Regions from separate parts of the Mus musculus genome. Here all the other regions are linked to region 1. Evidence: chromatin contacts called from public ChIA-PET, Hi-C, HiChIP or PLAC-seq and Micro-C data. All regions are on one chromosome and are shown on one strand. The core of a region is the stretch at or near the end of the contact, and the rest is flanking DNA. Distances in the headings are between cores, read along the strand shown. Region 1 holds the start of Dyrk2 (dual-specificity tyrosine-(Y)-phosphorylation regulated kinase 2). Region 2 holds the start of Ifng (interferon gamma). Region 3 has its middle 21 kb from the start of Ifng. Region 4 has its middle 21 kb from the start of Gm34045. Region 5 has its middle 16 kb from the start of Ifngas1. Region 6 overlaps Ifngas1 (Ifng antisense RNA 1).

What was found. A called contact is a pair of places that touch in the nucleus more often than the background predicts. ChIA-PET counts read pairs in DNA pulled down with a chosen protein or histone mark. HiChIP or PLAC-seq counts read pairs in DNA pulled down with a chosen protein or histone mark.
Region 2: a contact with region 1 is called in an RNA polymerase II ChIA-PET map of memory CD8 T cells, with 136 read pairs. The contact joins the promoter of Ifng here to the promoter of Dyrk2 in region 1. A contact is called at or near these places in 1 of 39 promoter capture datasets (embryonic stem cells), 1 of 15 datasets of contacts at CTCF or cohesin (pro-B cells), 1 of 484 Hi-C or Micro-C datasets (myocytes) and 2 of 115 datasets of contacts at active chromatin or transcription factors (large pre-B cells and memory CD8 T cells).
Region 3: a Micro-C map of embryonic stem cells shows a contact between it and region 1, with 4 times the contacts expected there. The contact joins the enhancer-like site here to the promoter of Dyrk2 in region 1. A contact is called at or near these places in 2 of 484 Hi-C or Micro-C datasets (embryonic stem cells and spermatogonial stem cells) and 1 of 115 datasets of contacts at active chromatin or transcription factors (bone marrow-derived macrophages).
Region 4: a contact with region 1 is called in a Hi-C map of liver, with 3 times the contacts expected there. The contact joins the enhancer-like site here to the promoter of Dyrk2 in region 1. A contact is called at or near these places in 5 of 39 promoter capture datasets (embryonic stem cells, hippocampal neurons, liver and 1 more), 1 of 15 datasets of contacts at CTCF or cohesin (the NIH/3T3 cell line), 7 of 484 Hi-C or Micro-C datasets (the G1E-ER4 cell line, cerebral cortex, embryonic stem cells and 3 more), 7 of 115 datasets of contacts at active chromatin or transcription factors (bone marrow-derived macrophages, embryonic stem cells, epiblast stem cells and 3 more) and 1 of 9 other capture datasets (liver).
Region 5: an H3K4me3 HiChIP or PLAC-seq map of bone marrow-derived macrophages shows a contact between it and region 1, with 4 times the contacts expected there. The contact joins the enhancer-like site here to the promoter of Dyrk2 in region 1. A contact is called at or near these places in 12 of 39 promoter capture datasets (the C10 cell line, the HPC-7 cell line, cranial neural crest and 7 more), 12 of 484 Hi-C or Micro-C datasets (the AML12 cell line, Th1 cells, bone marrow-derived macrophages and 7 more), 21 of 115 datasets of contacts at active chromatin or transcription factors (the 230-238 cell line, the NIH/3T3 cell line, T-cell acute lymphoblastic leukemia and 17 more) and 3 of 9 other capture datasets (adipose tissue, embryonic stem cells and pancreatic islet).
Region 6: a contact with region 1 is called in an RNA polymerase II ChIA-PET map of memory CD8 T cells, with 117 read pairs. The contact joins the enhancer-like site here to the promoter of Dyrk2 in region 1. A contact is called at or near these places in 1 of 15 datasets of contacts at CTCF or cohesin (large pre-B cells), 1 of 484 Hi-C or Micro-C datasets (nephron progenitors) and 9 of 115 datasets of contacts at active chromatin or transcription factors (DN3 thymocytes, the NIH/3T3 cell line, bone marrow-derived macrophages and 6 more).

Annotation. Positions count from the first base shown.
Region 1 is chr10:118,867,454-118,870,824 of GRCm38.p6, forward strand. Dyrk2 (dual-specificity tyrosine-(Y)-phosphorylation regulated kinase 2) reads right to left here and starts at 1,450. Exons shown (of 3, transcript NM_001014390.2): 1 at 1,268-1,450; 2 at 697-845. The coding sequence starts at 1,316.
Region 2 is chr10:118,439,585-118,443,169 of GRCm38.p6, forward strand. Ifng (interferon gamma) reads left to right here and starts at 1,462. Exons shown (of 4, transcript NM_008337.4): 1 at 1,462-1,681; 2 at 2,876-2,941; 3 at 3,029-3,211. The coding sequence starts at 1,571.
Region 3 is chr10:118,460,203-118,463,412 of GRCm38.p6, forward strand. No RefSeq gene overlaps it. Among named protein-coding and RNA genes, the nearest start is that of Ifng, 21 kb to the left of the region's middle. Within about 2 kb of position 1,274, at least 20 of the 459 cell types and tissues checked have an H3K27ac peak or open chromatin away from gene starts, as enhancers often do. A contact at or near this core is called in embryonic stem cells, where this site is marked.
Region 4 is chr10:119,160,657-119,163,859 of GRCm38.p6, forward strand. No RefSeq gene overlaps it. Among named protein-coding and RNA genes, the nearest start is that of Gm34045, 21 kb to the left of the region's middle. Within about 2 kb of position 1,450, at least 32 of the 459 cell types and tissues checked have an H3K27ac peak or open chromatin away from gene starts, as enhancers often do. A contact at or near this core is called in liver and rod photoreceptor, where this site is marked.
Region 5 is chr10:118,570,844-118,574,340 of GRCm38.p6, forward strand. No RefSeq gene overlaps it. Among named protein-coding and RNA genes, the nearest start is that of Ifngas1, 16 kb to the left of the region's middle. Within about 2 kb of position 2,233, at least 10 of the 459 cell types and tissues checked have an H3K27ac peak or open chromatin away from gene starts, as enhancers often do. A contact at or near this core is called in the AML12 cell line and bone marrow-derived macrophages, where this site is marked.
Region 6 is chr10:118,532,895-118,536,336 of GRCm38.p6, forward strand. All of the region lies in intron 1 of Ifngas1 (Ifng antisense RNA 1), which reads right to left. Among named protein-coding and RNA genes, the nearest start is that of Ifngas1, 22 kb to the right of the region's middle. Within about 2 kb of position 1,402, at least 4 of the 459 cell types and tissues checked have an H3K27ac peak or open chromatin away from gene starts, as enhancers often do. A contact at or near this core is called in memory CD8 T cells, where this site is marked.

The DNA.
Region 1 (3,371 bases), core at 200-2,699:
TACAGCTACCAGTCCCAGGCTCCGCTCTCCTCCCCAGGGACTCAAGGGACAGCCCTTGTCAGGTGCCCTTCCTTTGCCACCTACAAAGCAAAGCCCAGTCTTTCCTTTTGAGCAATATCCACGTTGAGAATCCTGCGGGGGGGGGGGGGTTGTTTTGTTTTGACTACTGCTGTAGCTCTTATTTTTGTTAATGTTAATTACAATTTCTGCTGTGCTCAAACCTGTAGCTCTCATAAAACATGCTTACACACGCGGGGGACAATTGGCGGGTGCTCCCTGCTGGCTGGAGCCAGGCCTCGGAGGCTCTTTGGGGGATCGATTTTCCGGGCAGGGTAGGCTAGCTGTCCCCTAACACATACGTTTCTATAAATATCCACTACCCCTGGGGTTGGGAGTAGATGTTTACCGGGTCGGGGGGGAAGGGAGCTCTGAGAAGCAGAGATGAAAAAAGGGGGAGGGGGCGCAAGGAGGAAGTTCCCAGGAAAAGGAGCCTGGGGTGGGCGAGCACCAGAGGGAAGCAAGGGGCCCACGCCACGAATCTCCTTTGTGGCAGCAGCTCGGGGCTCGCCCAAGTTGCAGAGGGCGGCGTCGAGGACAGGCCCCTGCTAGGGGCGTGGAGATTCGGCCCTCTCTTCCCACAGTCGGAACCCAACAAGCCAGGGGTCTGCCTGGCGCCCACCCGAAGCCAGGTCTCACCGTGTGGGCTGTAGTGGTAGCGTTGCTGGCCCGGAGAGGCGGCAGGGCGATGGGGGAGGGCGGGCCGGTCCCCACTCCGCTTCGGGGAGCCCCCGCGCCGATCCCCGGGGAAGCCTGAAGCTGGCGAACGGCGGTGTCCCCTCCTCGGCCTGGGAGCCACGCGCGGGAGGAGACAAAAGAGGGTCAGGGTGGGGGAAGAGAGCCACCCAGACCCCCCGCCCCCGCCCCGGTGGGCAGCGAACCCCCTCTTCTAGGGAGAAGATGGAAGGAGACACCCGGCCCGGGAAAAGCCGGCGGCGTGCGGGAAACAAGGGGGGTCGGGACGCGACTCCCCAGCGCGCACCCGCCAGCTGCAAAGTTAAGTTCGCGACCCGGCGGGGAGCAGTGCTGGGCCGGAGCTCCGGAGCCCACGTCGCCGGGCCGGGGGAGGGGAGGGCGGGCCACCGAGAAGGCGCAGCGGCGGGGTCGCGCTCCGGATGGCCCTCGCTCGACCCGCCGGGTTCGGGGATCCCGGGGCACCAACGCGCGCAGCCCGCGCCCCACGCCGCCGACAGGGTCCCGGGGCCCTTACCGGTCGGGTAGGCGGCGGGAGCGGCGGCCGAAGGTTTCCTGGTTAACATGGCCGCGGGAGAGGAACGTGCATGGCAGTGCTGCCCTCGCCGCCGGTCCCGCCGCTACTCCTCGCCGCCGCCGCCGCCGCCTCCTGGTCGCCCCTCACGCGGGTCACCCGCGCCTCGTCGCCGCCTCGCTCCCGCTACAGCCAGACACACGCAGTCCGCTGCATCCCCTCGGCCCGGACCCGCCGCCGCGAGCCCCCCGCTCTCCTCCTCGCCGCCGCCGTCCCCCTCGTCCTCGGGCGGCTGCTGTACCCCCCGGCCCGTGCACATGCCTCGCCCTCCCCTGCCGCACCGCTGGCCTCCCCGACTCCCTCACATCGGGGCCGCGGGGAGCGGGTTGCGGCCGCCGGGACCCACTCGCTCGGGAGCCTCCTCCCGGGCCCGCGCGCGTCCGCGCACACTCGCACACACGCTCGCCCCCGCGGCTCGCGCCCGAGAAGGCCAGCCCCGCCCCCGCCGAGGCCCCGCCCCGGACTCCCCCCACCCCCCACCCCCGGCCCCAGCCACACAGGCTGGCGGCCACCCCACCCCCACCCGCCACCCCGGGAGTCCCACCCCCTCCGATCTTCCGCAGAGCCGCCCTCCGCTCCCAGGAAAACTGCGACTCCGGCTCGCCCTGTGCCTCCCCTACGGCCATCTGCCCTCTACCCGGGTCCCCCTCGCCCCTGCGACGCCCCTCCCGGCACTACCGCGCAACCTACCGCGGCCGGCCTCCTCCCGAAATTGCTGCAGAGACCACTCCCTCTTCCATCACGCCCCTAAACACCGCTCCTAATGGCTGCTCCCAGACAATACTGCGGCCCCCCACCCCTGGCCCCGACCCTAGTCCCTGTCCCTGTCCCAGTGGCCCAGCCAGCCCCTCTCCCCAGTTTATCATGGAGAGAACTTAGTTGTATGAGGGTCACCTCGGAAAGTCAGGCTCCGAGGAGGGACTGCGGCTGAGCCTGGTGACCCAAGCATGGACGAAGGAAGGGGCTGCCCTTCCACCTTCATTTCAGCCACGCACGCCCTCCCTGATTCACTGACACCGAGTGACCGCTGCCCTCCAGTCGCTAGGACAAGGGGAGGCAGACAGGCGCCTGTGGACCGCAGCTGAGGTAGCAGTTGGCTGTGGGTTGCTAGGCAAAAATAAACATCAGAGACACCTCCCATTTCCTTACAACTCCAAGCCTTTCCCCGGCGCGGCGCGGCCACTGAGACAGACACACCTTCCTTTCAGCTCTCTGCTGCACTGGTGCGACACCTCTGATTCCTCACATCCTCGGAGGAAAAGATTCCTTTTCCCTTTCCCTTCCCAGACACGTGGAGAATTTCCCCGCCCTTTTCATTTGTGGTCTATAGCCTCTGTTTCCCAGAAAGAACAAAAATTTTCTTCTCTGTCGTCGCACACCTTATGCTTTGTCGCGCGTGGCACACTTGTGCACCTTTGTCCACTTGGACAGCCAGGTGTGGAGGGAAAGCTTCAAAAAATCCCAGCAGATAGGGAAGAAAGTTGGACCGCATCCAGGCATGCACTTCCTTCCTGGGAGGTGCCTAATTTCTGAAGTGCTCCTGGAGTCCCGGGTCCATTTTTTACTGTCCTGTTCATTGTGTCTGTCCCCAGGTCCCCGAGAGTGCTGGCCCCAGCTAGAGCAGACTTCAGTCCAGAGGGAGCTACCTCCTGCTGTTCTGTGGGCTCTGCTGTTTGCAAATTGTCATAGCAACCTCCTACAAAGATCACCTCAGCTTTATCCAAATGCCAAAGGGACCGGCCCACATTACAGTGTGACCCTCTAGGGCGCCTACAGAGTAATAAGAGGAGGGCACACTCCACCCTCGAAGAGAATGAGAGACAGAGACAGACAGAGAGGAGAGAGGCAAGCAGACAGGCAGAGACACACAGAGAGACAGAGACAGACTAATTTCCTTCCGTTTGGGGGTCCTTTTACAAGAAAATAGGGCCACGGTACAATATTAATAATCGGCTCATGCCATGACCTAAATTGCCCCTAGCAAGAAATCCCTCCCTGCGCTTATCGCCTGCAAACTCACTCGGGAAGGCTGGAGTAGCATTCAGAA
Region 2 (3,585 bases), core at 212-2,711, 430 kb before region 1:
ATGGTTTGCATCTGGGTCAAGATAACTGGGTACCACTCTGAGATGCTCAGATGAGGGAAAGGGGGCACATGGCCAAAGGAACTGCACGAACAAGCTGCATAGCGTTGTTAAACATCTGACATTGCCAAATAACCATCAAGTTTTAATTGAGCCACTAGGAATGCCGGGAAGAATTCTCTCAACTTTCCATGGAGCATTTGGTTGAGCCTTTGGCTGAAGTCCGGAAGAAAATGCTAGTGTTAAGCTCACTGTATAAATGTGGAAACTGAGTCACAGATCATAAAGATGCTGACTCAAGACCCCGAGGCTAGAATATGAATGGTTCAAGTCTGCACCCATAGCCACTGTGTAATGTTAATGAATACAGGAAAGGCAGGGATGAATACACGTGGGCTGGCACTGAAGAGCAGAGGGCCTCCTGCCCCATCCTCAAGGATCGAATTTCATAGATAAGTTACCAAAGACAGAGAAGGAAACTTTTAGTGTTTGAACTTGATGGGGGAAACAATTTTCAGTTATTAATCCTTATTTGGGACAAGTGTGTGTCTAGTGCTGGACTAGTCATTGGGATAGCCTTAGCCACATGTGGGTATGAGAGTTAGAAACATGGCTAATCCTGAAGTGATTTCTGCTGTGTATATAGGATAGCCACTAGGCTTTAAATATTTAGTGGCAGAGGAATTGAAACTCTTATTCATCATAAATCTTGATACACATTGATACCTTGGGTGTGTTGAGTGAAATACAATATCTAATGAAGTATTCTTGCATTTTTACTTTTATTTCATTTTGCATTTTTTCCCTTTTATTAATGGAGGAACTAGATGATTTTATTTTACCTATGTGGTCTGCCTTTTCTTCTTTCTGGGCACGTTGACCCTGAGTGATTTGTAGTAGGTATTTTACTAATCACCTCCATTGAAGGGCTTCCTCACCACATTGGCTTTTTAACCATACCCTTTCCTTGCTTTTCTGGTCATTTGCAAGAAAAGTTTGAAAAGGCTTCCCCCATTGCATGGTTTGAGAAGCCCAAGAGTTTCCTCATGGTTTGAGAAGCCCAAGAGTTTCCTTTTATTCAGCCGTCCCCAACCACAAACAAAGGCTCCCTGTGCTGTGCTCTGTGGATGAGAAATTCACATTACAAGGGCAAAAAGGGGGAGACGTAAAAGCAATTTCCAGCCCCCACCCCAAATGGTGTGAAGTAAAAGTGCTTTCAGAGAATCCCACAAGAATGGCACAGGTGGGCACAGCGGGGCTGTCTCATCGTCAGAGAGCCCAAGGAGTCGAAAGGAAACTCTAACATGCCACAAAACCATAGCTGTAATGCAAAGTAACTTAGCTCCCCCCACCTATCTGTCACCATCTTAAAAAAAAAAAAAAACCAAAAAAAAACTTGTGAAAATACGTAATCCCGAGGAGCCTTCGATCAGGTATAAAACTGGAAGCCAGAGAGGTGCAGGCTATAGCTGCCATCGGCTGACCTAGAGAAGACACATCAGCTGATCCTTTGGACCCTCTGACTTGAGACAGAAGTTCTGGGCTTCTCCTCCTGCGGCCTAGCTCTGAGACAATGAACGCTACACACTGCATCTTGGCTTTGCAGCTCTTCCTCATGGCTGTTTCTGGCTGTTACTGCCACGGCACAGTCATTGAAAGCCTAGAAAGTCTGAATAACTATTTTGTAAGTATGAATTCTTAATAATGCTTGTGGTTGGTTGACCGTGGTTGATGTTGACTTGCTACGGTGAGCGCCAGGCTGCCGTCTCTGGTCCCCAGTCATTTTGAGAAGATGGGGTGCTACGTTGCTATTTGCTGGAGAGGTGTTTATTGACTTAATGATCTCAATATCGATTTAACCCTCTGTCCAACTTACTACGGAGTTAGAGGGCAATTACCAATCTTCCCAAAGATAGGCATAGTATAGGTCCAAGGTACAAAGATGCTGATGATTTTGTGATTTCTTATCATTTAGTTGTGATAAAAAATATCCTTACCTCAATGGTTCTTATTCCTTCAGACGTCTTGAAAGTGATAGTGAGAGATGGATATTACCACCAAAACTACGCAGGGAAACAGCTTATCACTTAAAGTAATGGGAGGCAAAGTTCTTAATGTTTCTGTTTAAGAAATGCCCCCCTCCCCCGAAGTTGTTTTACCCTGAGGAGTAATTTTGAAATTCTACTACAATCGAATCAAAGCCAGCCGCTTGGTGAGGTTTAATGAGACTCTATATTTCTCAGAGTTTTCAGGATTTTCTCTTTTGTGATTTTTTTTTTAAATTAATGGTTAACAGAAGCAAATTTTATATCCTTAGAATTTTATAATTTGTCCCAAATGTATATACTAGTATACATATAGCTATTAGCATAATGTTCAAGCATCTACGGTCAATCCTCTCCTCACAGTGTAAATCAAGCTGCCTCCCGTATGTGTTTGGAGCTATTTTTTAAAGTAGCAATGAAGCCCTATTACAGCACAGACTGATGTTTCAGAGGCCTGGACCATAAGGGGGCAGTGTGCACAGTGGGATGATTCTAATGATTTTCTCTCTCCCTTTCTTAATTTGAGAGTAAGTTTCTTTTTAGCTCACTATGGTTACTTGAGGGTACTTGAAACCTCGTCAGCTTTGTTGAGTTTATTTGTGGCCTTGCAGTTTCAAGACTGGGCCAGTACATCCTGCAGCTAAAAGAATGTAACAGTAACAGTGTTTGGCTACATGCAGTCTTTTAGGGGATACTTGTTGTTAGAAGTAAGTGGAAGGGCCCAGAAGGAAACCTGTGACCATTATCAGCACTGAATTCAACAAAACTTGATAGATATTTTCAGGGCAATTGGTGAAATAATTACAAATCAATTTTTTTTCTCTTTTCCTCAGAACTCAAGTGGCATAGATGTGGAAGAAAAGAGTCTCTTCTTGGATATCTGGAGGAACTGGCAAAAGGTGAGTTGAATATTTCTCCTCTCCCAGTTTCCCTGTTGTTTCTAATGGGTCATTTCTTAAAATCCTCCCTTTGTGTTATTTCCCAAGGATGGTGACATGAAAATCCTGCAGAGCCAGATTATCTCTTTCTACCTCAGACTCTTTGAAGTCTTGAAAGACAATCAGGCCATCAGCAACAACATAAGCGTCATTGAATCACACCTGATTACTACCTTCTTCAGCAACAGCAAGGCGAAAAAGGATGCATTCATGAGTATTGCCAAGTTTGAGGTGAGACGGCATTGCAAGTTGCTGTATTGTTGGCTTTTTATTTTTCATTGTCTCTAATTATCAAGCGGTAGAAACTAACTACTCATCAGCTGATAAAGCTAGGAGGTGAAGCAGGATCTCATGTTTCCCCACTGCAGACAGATTGGGAGGACTTTTTTTTGTGTGTGTGTCAATTTTGGAAAAACACAGACAATCAAACTATTGCCCACATGCTGGGTAAATGCACTGAGGAGGAGGCAGAATAGGGGAGCATTGAGCAGAGCTCTTGTGGTCCCCCCTGGGTGTGTGATGGAAACTCTTGCTTAGGCTGGGAGGTTGTGTGTTAGTGGAAAGAGCAGTGGGTAGGAGGGAGTGAGAAGACTTGTATCCTCCTC
Region 3 (3,210 bases), core at 24-2,523, 410 kb before region 1:
GTTGTTTCTGAAGAGGAGAGAGTGAGCTGAGAGAGAAAAAGTTCTGTCTTTAAGAGATTTGTTTTTCTCCCTGACAAGTAGCTTAAAGGTCACATGCCGACTAGTATAGGAATGTTCTTAACCACACAAGTTTCAGTTAAAAATCAAAATCAAATGCTGCTAAGGAAACCAGTTTTTATTTTGAACATCAGATCGGCAAATAAAGAAAATTGTAACACCATGGGAGTGAGCGCCTAGAAGTTCAGTGCTCTGGTAGGCAGTGCCAGCCAAACCACAGACTGGATTTTCTATGCTAAAGTGTGGAAACATTTATTTTCATCTCTTTTTTTCCTTATCTCAGAGATGAGACCAGAATGGCATTGTCAAGGCCTGATTCACACCCAACTTCCCAAACTGCTGCATCTCAAATGTCAAACCATGAAGATATTTGGTTTAGGCAGTATCTTGATTGCAGGTCTGTCTAGAAAAGAAAAAAATTTCCTAGCTGTTTTGATCAAAGCTAGATATTTGATTTCTGCTTCTTCTTGGGGGAAAGTTGGCGAGAAACAGGGAGGCTGAAGAGACGATTAGAGAGCTGTCGCATCAGAAGTGAAAAGAGATGTTTCTAGAATGATCAGAGGGTTGGCGGATGCAGGTCAGCAAGGGATTCAGAACCCAACCAGGAGTCAGCATCAGAACCTATTTTAGGTTTCTCTCTCTCTTTCTCTCTCTCTCTCTCTCTCTCTCTCTCTCTCTCTCTCTCTCTCTCTCTCTCGTGTATGTGTGTGTGTGTGTGTGTGTGTGTGTGCATGCTTACTGTGGAAAGCCTAGGCATGGTAATGAATCTTTCAAGGTAGCTCCACGAAGGGATTGGTGTTGCTACTTTCCTTTTACAAGTGAGGAGAGTGAAGCCCAGGACCACTCAGCTAGTAAGCAGCAGACACAAGAATCAAATCCAGATACTTAAGCCCAGAAGCCACACCCTTCTTCAATACACATCTGCTGAAAGAAAAGGAAGCCAGTCAGGAGTGGGGAGGAATCGGACACCTGCTGGGCACTTATGTCCGGGCAGTGAATCTCAAAAAAGAATAAGTGCCTCTCACACGGATCGATGAAATTGAACAGAGGACCCAGATGTTTGGGTCATATACCTACAGACACCTGCTTTTCTACAAAGAAGCCAAAAAGCAACAGTTCAGGAACTCTTCATATGCAGCAATCCTGTATTCTTCAATGGAGTGTCACAGGGTGAGGTGTGGGTGGAGTGGGGGAGGGCTTGGAGTGAGGGTGGGGCAGGGCTTAGGTCAACCACACCCCAGGGTAAGCCCCATGCCCAGGAGCAGTCTGTCAACATGAATGAACTCGGTGGTATTTTTGTGTAGTTTCTGTTTTGTTTTCTTTTTTACCCCCTTATTAGTCTTTTTTGTTTCTATGACGTTTTTTGTTTCTTGAATGAGGGGAGAGAGAGAGAGAGAGAGAGAGAGAGAGAGTTGAGTGGATAGGGTGGTAGAGAGGATCTGGGAGGAGTTGTGAGAAGAAAAAACATGATCAAAGTACATTGTAAGAGAAACATATTTAAAAAAATAAAAAAAGAAATAGGTCTCCTTTGCATGGCAAAGGCAGGGGATATAACAGAATTGGTGTGCAAAAACCGGGGCAAGGGCAGGGCCTGCAGTCCTTTGTTCTGCTGGGCTGCAGCTTCCACACACCCCTCCATTTCTCCTTTCACTCATGGAAGAGCATGTCTCAGTCAGGGCTGCCTTCTGTTCTCCCATTATCCATGGTTATTTTGTGTTCCTGCAGCTTCTGAAGTGAGGAGAGGAAGTCCTTGGTTAGTTGTTGTAACAGCCACTCTGTAACAGGGAAATGTGTGGTTCCCAAGAGAAGCGATGGCTACGTCGAGAGCTCAGCTCTCAGGTCTGATCAGAGAGAATCTCAAAGGAAAGTCGGTGCTGGAAGGAAAAAAGAGACTAGGTTAAAATTTCAAAGTACAAGTCCTATGTTCTATCCCATAACCTTTTAAAATTAACTAATTAATCAATTAATTTTATTATTAAATTCCATTTAAAAATCAGTTAACTAATTTTGGTGGATCTCCTTTTTTTCCCTCCTCTACCTGTCCTGGAACTCAGCTCTTTCTCTGTTTACATGATGGTTCATTTAGGCCTGTTCTTTTGTGACTAAGAACCTGGAGCTGAGTGTATTCTCTTTGCTTCTCCTTGTCAGTTGGAAGGTAACTGATGAACTGATATTACATGGGGAAACAGACTGGATGCAGAACTTGGAGTAACTTATCCTAAGAATGTTGATGCCTTCAAAGAACAGTCTTTAAGTTCAGAAGACTTGATTTTGAAATAACCAAGTTTTAAAGGAGAAACTTCAGGGTGTTTGGGGTTATCCAATGTTTATAGAGCATTAGAGATGAGCCAGGCAATCTGCAAAGGCAACGCTGAAGTGTAAACTACTGTTTTCTTTGGAAAGTCAGTTATGTCAAACGATGTTTTGCTGGGGCACACAGATGAAGGGATGTTTTACTAAGGCAGACATCTGAAAGAATGTTTTGCTGAAGCAGACACAGATGGAAGGATGTTTTGCCATAGCAGACATGTGAAAAGACTCATAATGAAGGAATATAGATAAATACGACCCCACCGACAGTGGAAGCTGGGGCATTGGTTTGCTTTGCTCTGCCCTCACTATTCCTTGCTAACAATACACATGTATTGGTTCACCTTACATTGCATTGCTGAGTTCTGCTTGTGGTGATGTCATAGAGAGAAACTCACCAAAGAACTGCTCAGGAAGTTCCAACTGCTTCTTGTTGCTTCTGTGGCTTCTTCTTGGTTGGTGAGCTTTGCAATTTCTAATGGATTGAACTACCTTTGTTGGTTCCTTGTGGTGACTGCTGAATGGACATAGTCTGCAGCTGCTGGTTTGTGTTTGGTGTTTGCTACTGGACTGAGCTGCTGATATCCTGACAATGAAGATTGGACTCGGCCCCAAAGAACTATTTCTAAACAGGTCTACTTCCCCCATGTCCTAATAACTTTTCTCTTCTACTATCTCTGGTGGGTGGTGGGCTAGAGGAGAGGGTGGACCCTTATTAAAGTAGGTTGAGAAAAATTTGTGCCACCACAACAATTCTGTAGGTAGTATTTTTATGTGGTATTCCCGTGGGAAATTCATTTGTTTTATCCCATTTAGTCTAATATTGGTTTTATGAGTATATTT
Region 4 (3,203 bases), core at 200-2,699, 290 kb after region 1:
CTGGCTGGGCAGGCAGCAGGAAAAGAAAGTGAGCCCCTGGGCCTGGCTTGAGCTTCTGAAACCTCAAAGCCCACCCCAAGTGAAACACACTTCCTCCAGCAAGGCCATACCTATTCCAACAAGGCCACACCTCCTCATAGTGCCACTCCCTATGGGCCTATGGTGGGGGGGGGGGATTTTCTTTCAAACCACCACAGGCTGGAATTAAAAAGGTCAGCTTATCCAATGAGTGTGAACCGGGGCTAGGGGCGTGGCTTAGGCAGGAAAGTGATTGTCTTCTAACCCAAGCACTGAATATGTTCTCTAATATATGTGTTAGAAAGAGAAAAGGGAGATGGCTCTGCCAGAGGTCCTGAGTTCAATTCCCAGCAACCACATGGTGGCTCACAACCATCTGTAATGGGATCTGATGCTCTCTTCTGGTGTGTCTGAGGACAGCTACAGTGTACTCACATACATAAAATAAATAAATCTTTTTAAAAAGAGAGAGAAAAACAAACAGAGAGGGAAGTGGGGAGAGAAAGAGAGAGGAGGAGGGAGGGAAAAAGGAAGGAAGGAGGGAGGGAGGGAGGGAGGGAGGGAGGAAGGAAGGAAGGAAGGAAGGAAGGAAGGAAGGAAGGAAGGAAGAAGCTGACATGAAGAGGTATGGTGTGATAGTCTATGCCTATAATCCCAGTATTTGGGAAGCTCAGGCAGGTGGATCAGCAGTTTGAGGTCTACATAATAGGGTATTGTTTTCCCCTCTCAAAAATTTTTGTTTTGATTTCTTACTTTAAAGGGACCCCATGAGGTCTTCATTGCGTCAAGCATCTTCATGAGTATTTGACCTCGGCCCAGCAAGTGTGTGATAAGAACATCTACCCTTCACACAAAGACATGGACTTGTGTGAGTTTGTCAGAGTGACTCCCTGCCATCAGGTACCCTAGCACCTCCTTCTGAACCTAAGAATTGTCCCACAGAAGGGACAATCAAAGTGGCATGTCTCAGAAATATACAAATAATTCCAACCACTTAGTTTTTCTAAATGTGGAAATCAGTGATGAAATTTTTTTTCAGGTGAGAGAATTGCACCAGAGAAATATTTTAATACCTCAGATCTAAGAATTCACATACTGCCAAGGAACAAGGAAAAGAAAAAAAAAAAGAAAGGAAGGAAGGAAGGAAGGAAGGAAGGAAGGAAGGAAGAAAGAAAGAAAGAAAGAAAGAAAGAAAGAAAGAAAGAAAGAAAGAAAGAAAGAAAGAAAGAAAGGATTTGCATAGTGACCATAGATACTTACAGACACTAGAGGGCAGGATACATGGTTTTATGTTTTGTCAAATTTTCATCTGTTTTCAATTTTAATAAGAATGCAGGCCAGGCTTCCTTTCAGACAGTAAGGGAGAGCACAGTGCTGCACACAGCATGATGCAGACTCACACTGGACTTTGGAGGAGGGAGGGAGGGAAACCACAGAGAGAAGCAAAGGGGACAGCAAGCAGCTCGAGTGATCTACTGATTGAGCGACGGCTTCTGCAGAATCAACCACCTGTGATTTCCTAACGTAGAACCTTTGACCTTGACTTTGGCAGCACAGGGGAGAGTCTTTTCTCATCGATGCCAGGAGAGTCTCTATAATCAGTTACACGGTTGCTGTCTCCTGCTGTTCTGCTTGTCTACCAGGATTCGGCCCGTTACTTCTTACAACTCAGAGCTGAAAAGAAAGTGATTTTAAAAATTTCCCCCAACGTTTCAGAAGACAGTAGCTCAGGTTTGTCATGCCTTCAGATAAATGAATTCAGACTTATTTGGGATGATAGGACTTGACCTCACACGTGAGCATCCATGTTCATGTGTGCATCTGTGTGCGTGTGTGTGTGTGTGTGTGTGTGTGTGTGAATGCATGCTACCATGTGTCAGTCCCCTCAGAGAAAGCCCTCTGCTATCTTTATACAGTGAAAGTGACAAACGGCCTCTCCCTCTCTGTCCTAAGAGTATCAATGCTATTAACAAAAGAGGCTCAATCTCAAAACGTCATAGTCAGCTGAAGGCTCCACATCTAATTCTTTTATCCGATGAGATGTTTCTTGGTGTGTTGCCCAGTCTGCTGGTGTTAAGTCATCTTCCAGGCCCAGCTTCCTAAAAAGGTGGGTTACAGGTGAATGCTACCACGTCCACTTTATTTATTCTTTTCTTTTTTCTTTTCGTGTGTGTGTGTGTGTGTGTGTGTGTGTGTGTGTGTGGTAGTGTGTGTGGGCAGGGGTTGTTTCAAGACAAAAGTTTTTTCTGTGTAGCCCTGGCTATCCTGAAACTTGCTCTGTAGACCAGAGACCAAGCCAACCTCAAACTCGGCGACCTGCCTGCCTCTGCCTCTCAAGTGCTGGAACTAAAGGTGTATGACCACCTCCCCCCATTACTTTATGGTTTTCAAAGAAGGGCTAGAAGCCAGAGCCTCGCATGCACTAGGCAAGTGCTCTGCCACTAAGCCCCACCCTGCTCTGCAACTGTCTGCTCCTATCGATCTTTTTAAAATGTACGCACATGTGCTTCCTAAGGGTTCCCAGCATAGAGATCGGCCCTGAAGATCCAGAGCAGAAGTAAGCGGCAGAGCAGCATGGCCATTGCACAGCCCTGCTCACGCAGGATCGAGCTCTGCTTCCATTCCGGGGTTCCCACTTGATGTGGCAAGAACTGCAATATGGATGTGGCTTCCAAGCCCTGCATAACCTAACTCCAAATTCACTACTTCACACTCGCCACCAGACACTGTCAGCATGTAAGCTTCGCCCTGGAATTATGGGTGGATTTCATCACCATAAAGATGATCCTTCTTATGGGGCAGACAGGGAGCAGTGGATGCAAGATTTACGCACATGCGCACACGCCGTCGTACGCCCTCCGTATCACAGATGGACGTCTGAGGAGAACTTTGAGGACTGTGGGCTCCAAGCTCATTGAGAAAGCTAACAAATGCTCTGAGCCATCTTGCAGGCTCTCTCTTGTCATTCCTACAAAATTCAATTCATAAACCGAAGAGCAGTAAAGAGTACAAAGAGGTATCCTTCCCTGCTCTGCAATGGTCCTGTTGGGTTCTTAGTACTCATGCCCCACTAGTCTCTTCTAGCTGCTATGGGTTTCTACTCACAGGGCAGGTCTGATGGCAGATTGCACTGAAGACTGTCCTCCGGGTTTTTTTGAGTTATCCTGCAATTCAATTCCCTTGTT
Region 5 (3,497 bases), core at 983-3,482, 300 kb before region 1:
GATGGATGGGAGCTGATGGATAAATACCCTGGCTCCCTTTTGCCCAGGGGCACATGCTCTCTGTTGGTTTGCAGAGTTCCTCACAGGGGTAATGAGCTTGCTACTCTGTCCTTTATTGCCTGTATCATTCTTTGCTGTGCCTCTCTTACCTATCCCATTCCCCCCCCCCCCTTTATTAGATATTTTCTTTATTTACATTTCAAATGTTATACCTTTTCCTGGTTCCCCTCCAAAAGCCCTCTAATCCCTCCCCCTGCTCACCAACCCACCCACTCCTGCTTCCTGGGCCTGGCATTCCCCTATACTGGGGCATCGAGACTTCACAGGGCCAAGGTCCTCTCCTCCCATTGATGACCGACTAGGCCAACCTCTGCTACACATGCAGCTGGAGCCATGGGTCCCTCCATGTGTACTCTTTGGTTGGAGGTTTAGACCCTGGGAGCTCTGGGAGTACTGGTTGGTTCATATTATTGTTCTTCCTATGGGGTTGCAAACCCCTTCAGCTCCTTGGGTCCTTTCTCTAGCTCCTCCATTGGATACCCTGTGCTCAGTCCCATGTGTCTCAATCTAAGGCTGAGAACATCGACCTCTGTATTTGTTAGGCACTAGCAGGGCTTTTCAGGAGACAGCTATATCAGGCTCCTGTCAGCAAGCACTTGTTGGCATTCACAATAGTGTCTGGGTTTGGTGACTGTATATGGGATGGATCCCCATGTGGGGCAATCTCTGGATGGCCTTTTCTTCACTCTCTGCTCCATACTAAACAGAGACACAGTGAATACCCATAATCCATTCTTAATGTTTTTTTCTGAAGTGAACTATTTGCACCACAATCCCTACCTCACAGTTCACTTTTGCCTGAATACAGACATCAGTATTGATGATTAAGTGGCAATAGAGCTTCCCAATAAATCTTTGGATAATCCACTTCTGTGAGGTATTCTGTTGTCAGTTAATGTCCATGAAGAATGAAAGGGAGTTGAAGCTGTCTGTCTGCCTGTCTGTCTGCATATTGCCTGCCTGTCCGCCCGCCCACCCACCTTCCTTCCTTCCTTCCTTCCTTCCTTCCTTCCTTCCTTCCTTCCTTCCTTCCTTCCTTCCTTCCTTCCTTCTGTTCTTAACATCTTTGGCTTTTGGTTACAAAGACAAACCCTATCCAGGTTCACCCACAAGGCCACCTTCCCCTCATCTGACCAATCACACCCAAGTGGACAGGAACTAGTATGCCTGGTTCAGATAAGTGATGATTTACGTTTGGCTCAATTCCTTCTCGGGAACAAATCTGGATTCTTTTAGCTGAGAGGCAGTGGAAATGGTGTGTGTAAGCAGCAATGAAGAAATATCTCATACAGAGCACTATCATTTATGCTGTTTATCAATATTGTGGTAAATATATCAGCTTCCTGTCCCCACATGACCTACTTCCAAGCAGTGGCCCTTTATGAGATTCAAGGGCAATGGTGATATGGAAGAAAAACCACTCTCCTTTGCTTCGATAGTAGCTTTGGTACGACTTTCTCTCTTTTATCTTTCCTTGTTTAATTGTGTGTGTGCAAGTGTGTGTGTCTATGTGTATGTGTGTGTGTGTGTGTGTGTGTGTGTGTGTGTATGTGTGTGTGTGTGTCTGTGTGTGTGTGTGTGTGTGTGTATGTGTATGTGTGTGTGTGTGTTTATGTGTGTGTGTGTGTGTGTGTATGTGTGTGTGTGTCTATGTGTGTGTGTGTGTGTGTGTGTGTGTGCTACTAAACATTGAATCTAGATTCTTGAATAGAGTAACAATGTCTACTAATTCGCTGTATCCTAGGTTCTTCCTTCTGTGTCTTTTCCTTCTGAAATAGTTTTTTACTAAATTGCCCAGGCTGGTTTTGAACTCACTGTGTAGCCGAAGCTGGCCTTAAACTTGTAATCCTCCTTCCTCAGCCTTCACAGTAGCTGGGATGACAGAGCACACTCCCAGGCCCTGCTTAAGATGCCATCATTGAGTTTGTGTCCCTGTGTCTTTTCATGAGTCTTAGACAACTTTAGCAAATTTATTTCTGATTCAATCTGAGAAAATCCTTTTTTTTTTTTTTTTTTTGCTATAGTCTAAAAGCCATAAACCATACTAATTAGTCCTTGCTTGTAAAGGGGCCATGCTCAGCTGACAGCATCCTTTGTGCAGGTGTAAAAGGAAGATGGAATCTGAAACAATAAAGCTATTTAGAGGAAACTTGCTAAATGAAATCAAAGGCCGGTGGCATTCAGAAGAACAAAATCTGAGCTCAACTGAGGTACCACAAATAGTTCCTCACAAGGAGGTCTGTAAGGAGCCCTTGGGAAAGAGCTGGGCTTTTAGCATTGAATGCTGCCTTCCACAGATGTAACTGTGGATCTTAAAATACCACATGCAAGTTAGTTGTTAGGTCAGAGCGTATTCAACTTGACATGTGCAAGGATAAAACAAAACAGAACAAAACAAAACAGAACAAAACAAAACAAAACCTTACTTTCTTTTTTGAGGACCTTCACTGGTTGAAAGAACTTAATAAATCAACGTTCCTGCTAAGTTACTTATTATTAAACAGCACATGATATTTGTTTCCACAAGAACAACTCATCCTTAGTCAATGCGGAACTGACACCATCAAGAGACAGAAATAGAACACTGGCCACTCATATAGTCAACCAATATGTTAGTCTTGCTATCCAGAGAGCCACACAGAGCAATTGAGGGAATTCAATATCATTGGAAATTCAGCAACACCACTTAATTCAAACTAGAATGTATTCTGTCCCATAAAACTTTATGAAGCAGATATGGTTAATTCTGATAATTCCATTTTTGTAGCTTATAAATCTTTTTAATACTTCTTGAACAGTCACAGATAATCTAGAGAAATAATGTGTCCCATGGTTTTCTGTCAGGCTATCTCCACTGCTGCAGATGGTTTAGCTCTTAGTCTTCTTGACCATCATAGTACTGTATATGGAAATGAGGGAGAGTGTGGGGGAGGGACAGAGGGAGGGAATGGGGGGAGGGAGGAAGAAAGAGAAATACAGAGAGAAATACACTCACAGAGGGAGAGAGGGAGAGGGAGAGGGAGAGAGAGAGAGAGAGAGAGACAGACAGACAGACAGACAGCGAGACACAGAGGCACAGAGACAGAGACAGAGACAGAGACAGAGACAGAGACAGAGACAGAGAGACAGAAAGACAGAGACAGAGAGACAGAAAGTTCCGCTACTTATTTCATTCTAGTTTAGCTGCTTTGAATGCAAAGACAGATTCTGGAAGCCCAGAGAACAACCTAAATGAAAACTTATCCTCTGTTCCCTACTGTGTCTGTCTGTGGGAAGGAAGAGTGGGTCCTGGACTCTTGGTGATGCATCCCAGAAATCTAGATTGGGACTTTCTCCCTGAGGATGTACCCAAAGCTATGAATGTCTACTCAAGAGCTTCAGAACAAGAAATTATGAGCCAGAGGCTGCTATGAATGCATGCCCATGTCATAGGAATT
Region 6 (3,442 bases), core at 152-2,651, 330 kb before region 1:
CCTTTAGCAGAAAAAGTTCTAGGAATATCTAGAAAGATACATGTACAAACAGGTACATACTGATAATATGCACTTGATTACAGAGACATTTATTTTAAAACAATTCCTGAGTGTACAAATAATTTTTATGTTCATTAAAAATGAAAGAAAAATTTGCACACTAATGAATAGATTAGTTGTATATTTTATAATAAGAAATCTTGGCTGAATACTTGATCCTGCAGGGCACAGAGGATATTCAATGTTTTTCAGAGTGGAATCATATTTAGATTTTATAGCAGTTAGTACAGAGAACACTGCTTTGTATAAATGCTAAGTACAAAATAGCAGAGGCATATCTGGGGTCCCTTCAGAAACGGTTGGAAATTCTCTCTTAATCAGAGTCAAAATTCATTTAATTGCTTTTAAAAATTGAAATTTACATAGCATTTTTAAAAATGAAACATTTGAACACAATAAATAAAACCCAATGACACTCAAATTTGATACTGATATGTTGAAGAAATTAATACTGATATATTAAAAGTCTTGTTTTCTCTAAATCATAATTTTCTTAAGTACTAAGTTTCTATGAGAACTGTATAAGTATGTATAATAAAAAATACTGGAATTTATTTTATTACCTTTGGGTAATTTGGAGACAAGGGTCTGTTTGGATTCATAAAGCTATTACCTCATACCATTATTAGGTTAAGAACCTATGTCAAGACAGCTCATAGGCCCTAGTAATAAACCTACTACTACTACTACTACTCCTACTACTAATACTACTACTACTATATTGCCAAGTGGACATAGTATTAAACTGAGTATTAATGACTTCTTATTAAACCCATAGATCAATAAGTCTTGATCAGCCCTCATCTGAAGAGCTTCTCCTTGTATACGTCGTGAGTAACACAGTGACCCACAAATGCCCAAAGCACAGATAATGGGGACTATAAAATGCTCAGCCCTAAAGGAGTTGGATAAGGGGGTTGAATATGATCGACTATGACACTGAAACTGTCAAAGAACTAATAAAAAAAACAACAAAATACACATCGGGAGGGGGCCTTTTAGCTTCGAGAAGCAGATGCTGGTAGAAAAGGAGGTAGCCCCTGTCATGGTTACACTACCCAAAATCTTTCCTGGGCAGAAGTGTTGCCACTACTGAGTCTTATAGACTAGGACCACAGTCTCCTGTTCAGCCATCCACAGGCTCTGAGTCAATCCCAGGCACCACGGTGGTGGGAGCGCTCACACCTGCATTGAGGAGGCCGCGCCATTCAAGTTTTCTCCTTCCATAGTTTCTTTGCATCTTGTTTTCATCTAGTTTGTCTGCTTGGCCGTTCATAGTTCCTTCCTTTCCCCCAAGAGAGCTCTGAAGAAACCAAAACCCCAGATACCACAGAAAGAGCAAAGCTCTTGTTGTTTATAGGCAACGCAGGCTGCTTTTCCTTCTGTGTTTGATGACAGAGCCCTCCCCACCCTCTGCGCATCCTGATTGTCTTTCTTTACTGGAAAGGCCCCCATGCTTGGGCTATTTTATGCATACGACAAGATGGCAGCAGGTATGCTCAGTGGTATCTAAATGTACATCAGTTACATTAGCTGAATCCGAGTTCACAGAACCAGAGCAGCTGGACCTGTGCAGGGTCTCCATTCCATTAACGCAGGTGGGACCAGCAATTTTGACATGATTCCCCATGAAATCTCCTTAGGAGAAACGAAACTATACAAACTCCCCTTTATTCTTCTCCCTCTGGTAAAAGGAGAACTGTAGGCAGTAGCTGTAAGAGAAGGGAAGGGAAGGTTGCCTCATTGTTGATTAGGTCAATAAAGACGGCAGAAACCAGTGGCTGGGTGAAGCATAAGGCAGGACTTCCAGGCTGGACAGGAAGAGATAGGGATGCAGGGAGTTTGGATCAGACTGTGGAGCAGAGAGCAGACATGCAACTCTTGGGGACTGATAGTTTGTGGCCTCTGCCATGAGGGGAGGTCAAGGAGGATAAGGCAGGATATTTTCACCCAGCCTTTGAGTTGTCTAGTCAGTTCCAAAATATAAAAGCCTCTAGTGGTTTCCTTTCACAGGGCTAAAGGGAGCTAGGTGAGATGGCCATTGCAGCACCTGGCAAGGAGGAATGGGCAGAGCTCTTGGGAGTACAGGCAGCAGTGGTACTCAGAGCATAGCAGGGGATCTTGGGAAAGCACTAGCTAGCCATGGTGGCTGACTAGATGGCCGGTGAGCAGCGGCTAGTCCCAGAGCCTAGCTGGAGCAAGCATGTCTTTAAAATTATGTGCAACAAGTATCTCCCTGGTCCTTTCTCATCTTCAATTGCCACTTCTCTGTTGTGTCTAATCTACTCACACCCTTCCCTTCATACACGACTCTCACGGTACCGAACTTAGAGTAACTCAAGAATGCTGGTGGGATTGGGAAGGCCCATTGTGTGTGGGTCAAAGCATAAGGATGCGTTATTGACAAACCCATCCATCCAGTCGTGGCAGGAGAATGAAAGCGGCTTCCCTTACTAGCCAATTTATCAGGTCCTTATCACGAAGATGGAAACAAGAGTGTTGGAGAGAATGAATAGAGACAGTCGATGGTGTGTGTGTGTGTGTGTGTGTGTGTGTGCGTGTGTGTGTGTGTATGTGTGTGTTTGAGTGTAGGGGAGGGTAAATGTAGTCAAAACACATTTGCACTCATATAAAACTGTCTTTATGAAACACATCGCTATTTTTAGGTCCTCAGTTAAACTGACACTTGACATGTAGAGTAAAAAACTTAGCAAGAAACAAAACCAAAACAACCCGAGCTTTCAGTCTAGAGACCAGAAATAAAGTAGACAGAAGAGTTTGATGTCAGGGCATACGGATTGGCCTCTCACACTGCTACCAGGGGCAGAGGGTTTAGGAAGCTGTTGTGTCCTCCACTCAAACTCTATCATTCTCTATGAGACATTCTAGCTTTGTAGGCTTAGCAGGCTAAGCAGCAGTGGTTCTCGGCTCTCATAAGGTGGGCTGCCTCTCTTAACCACAAGCCAGGCCAGCGAAGATCCCTTTGGAGCCTCTCATTTGATTCTTTAGTACTATCAGGGAAGGAACCACTACCAATGAGCCCGAGTCTCGGTGTGATGTGGTCCAGCTCTTCTCTCCATCCTTGCCTGCTAGGATCACTCTTCTCCATACGAGTTTGCCCATTAAATGGAAACGATGCAGGTTATAGATGAGCAAAATCAAGGCTCCAACACGTCTGAAGTTTACTGCATAAAATAAGCATAAGGGTGGCATTTGGAGCTTGAACTAGCTAGAGAATCGTCTCAGTATACATCCCAGGGTCGTCTTCTATGTCTGCATTGTCCTTTGGAATATGGAACCTGCAGGAGGCAGCTCCTTCTGCATTTCTAGGTCATTTTGAAGGCTGGGGCTTAGTCAGAGGAATCTAAAGTAGCAAGGTTTG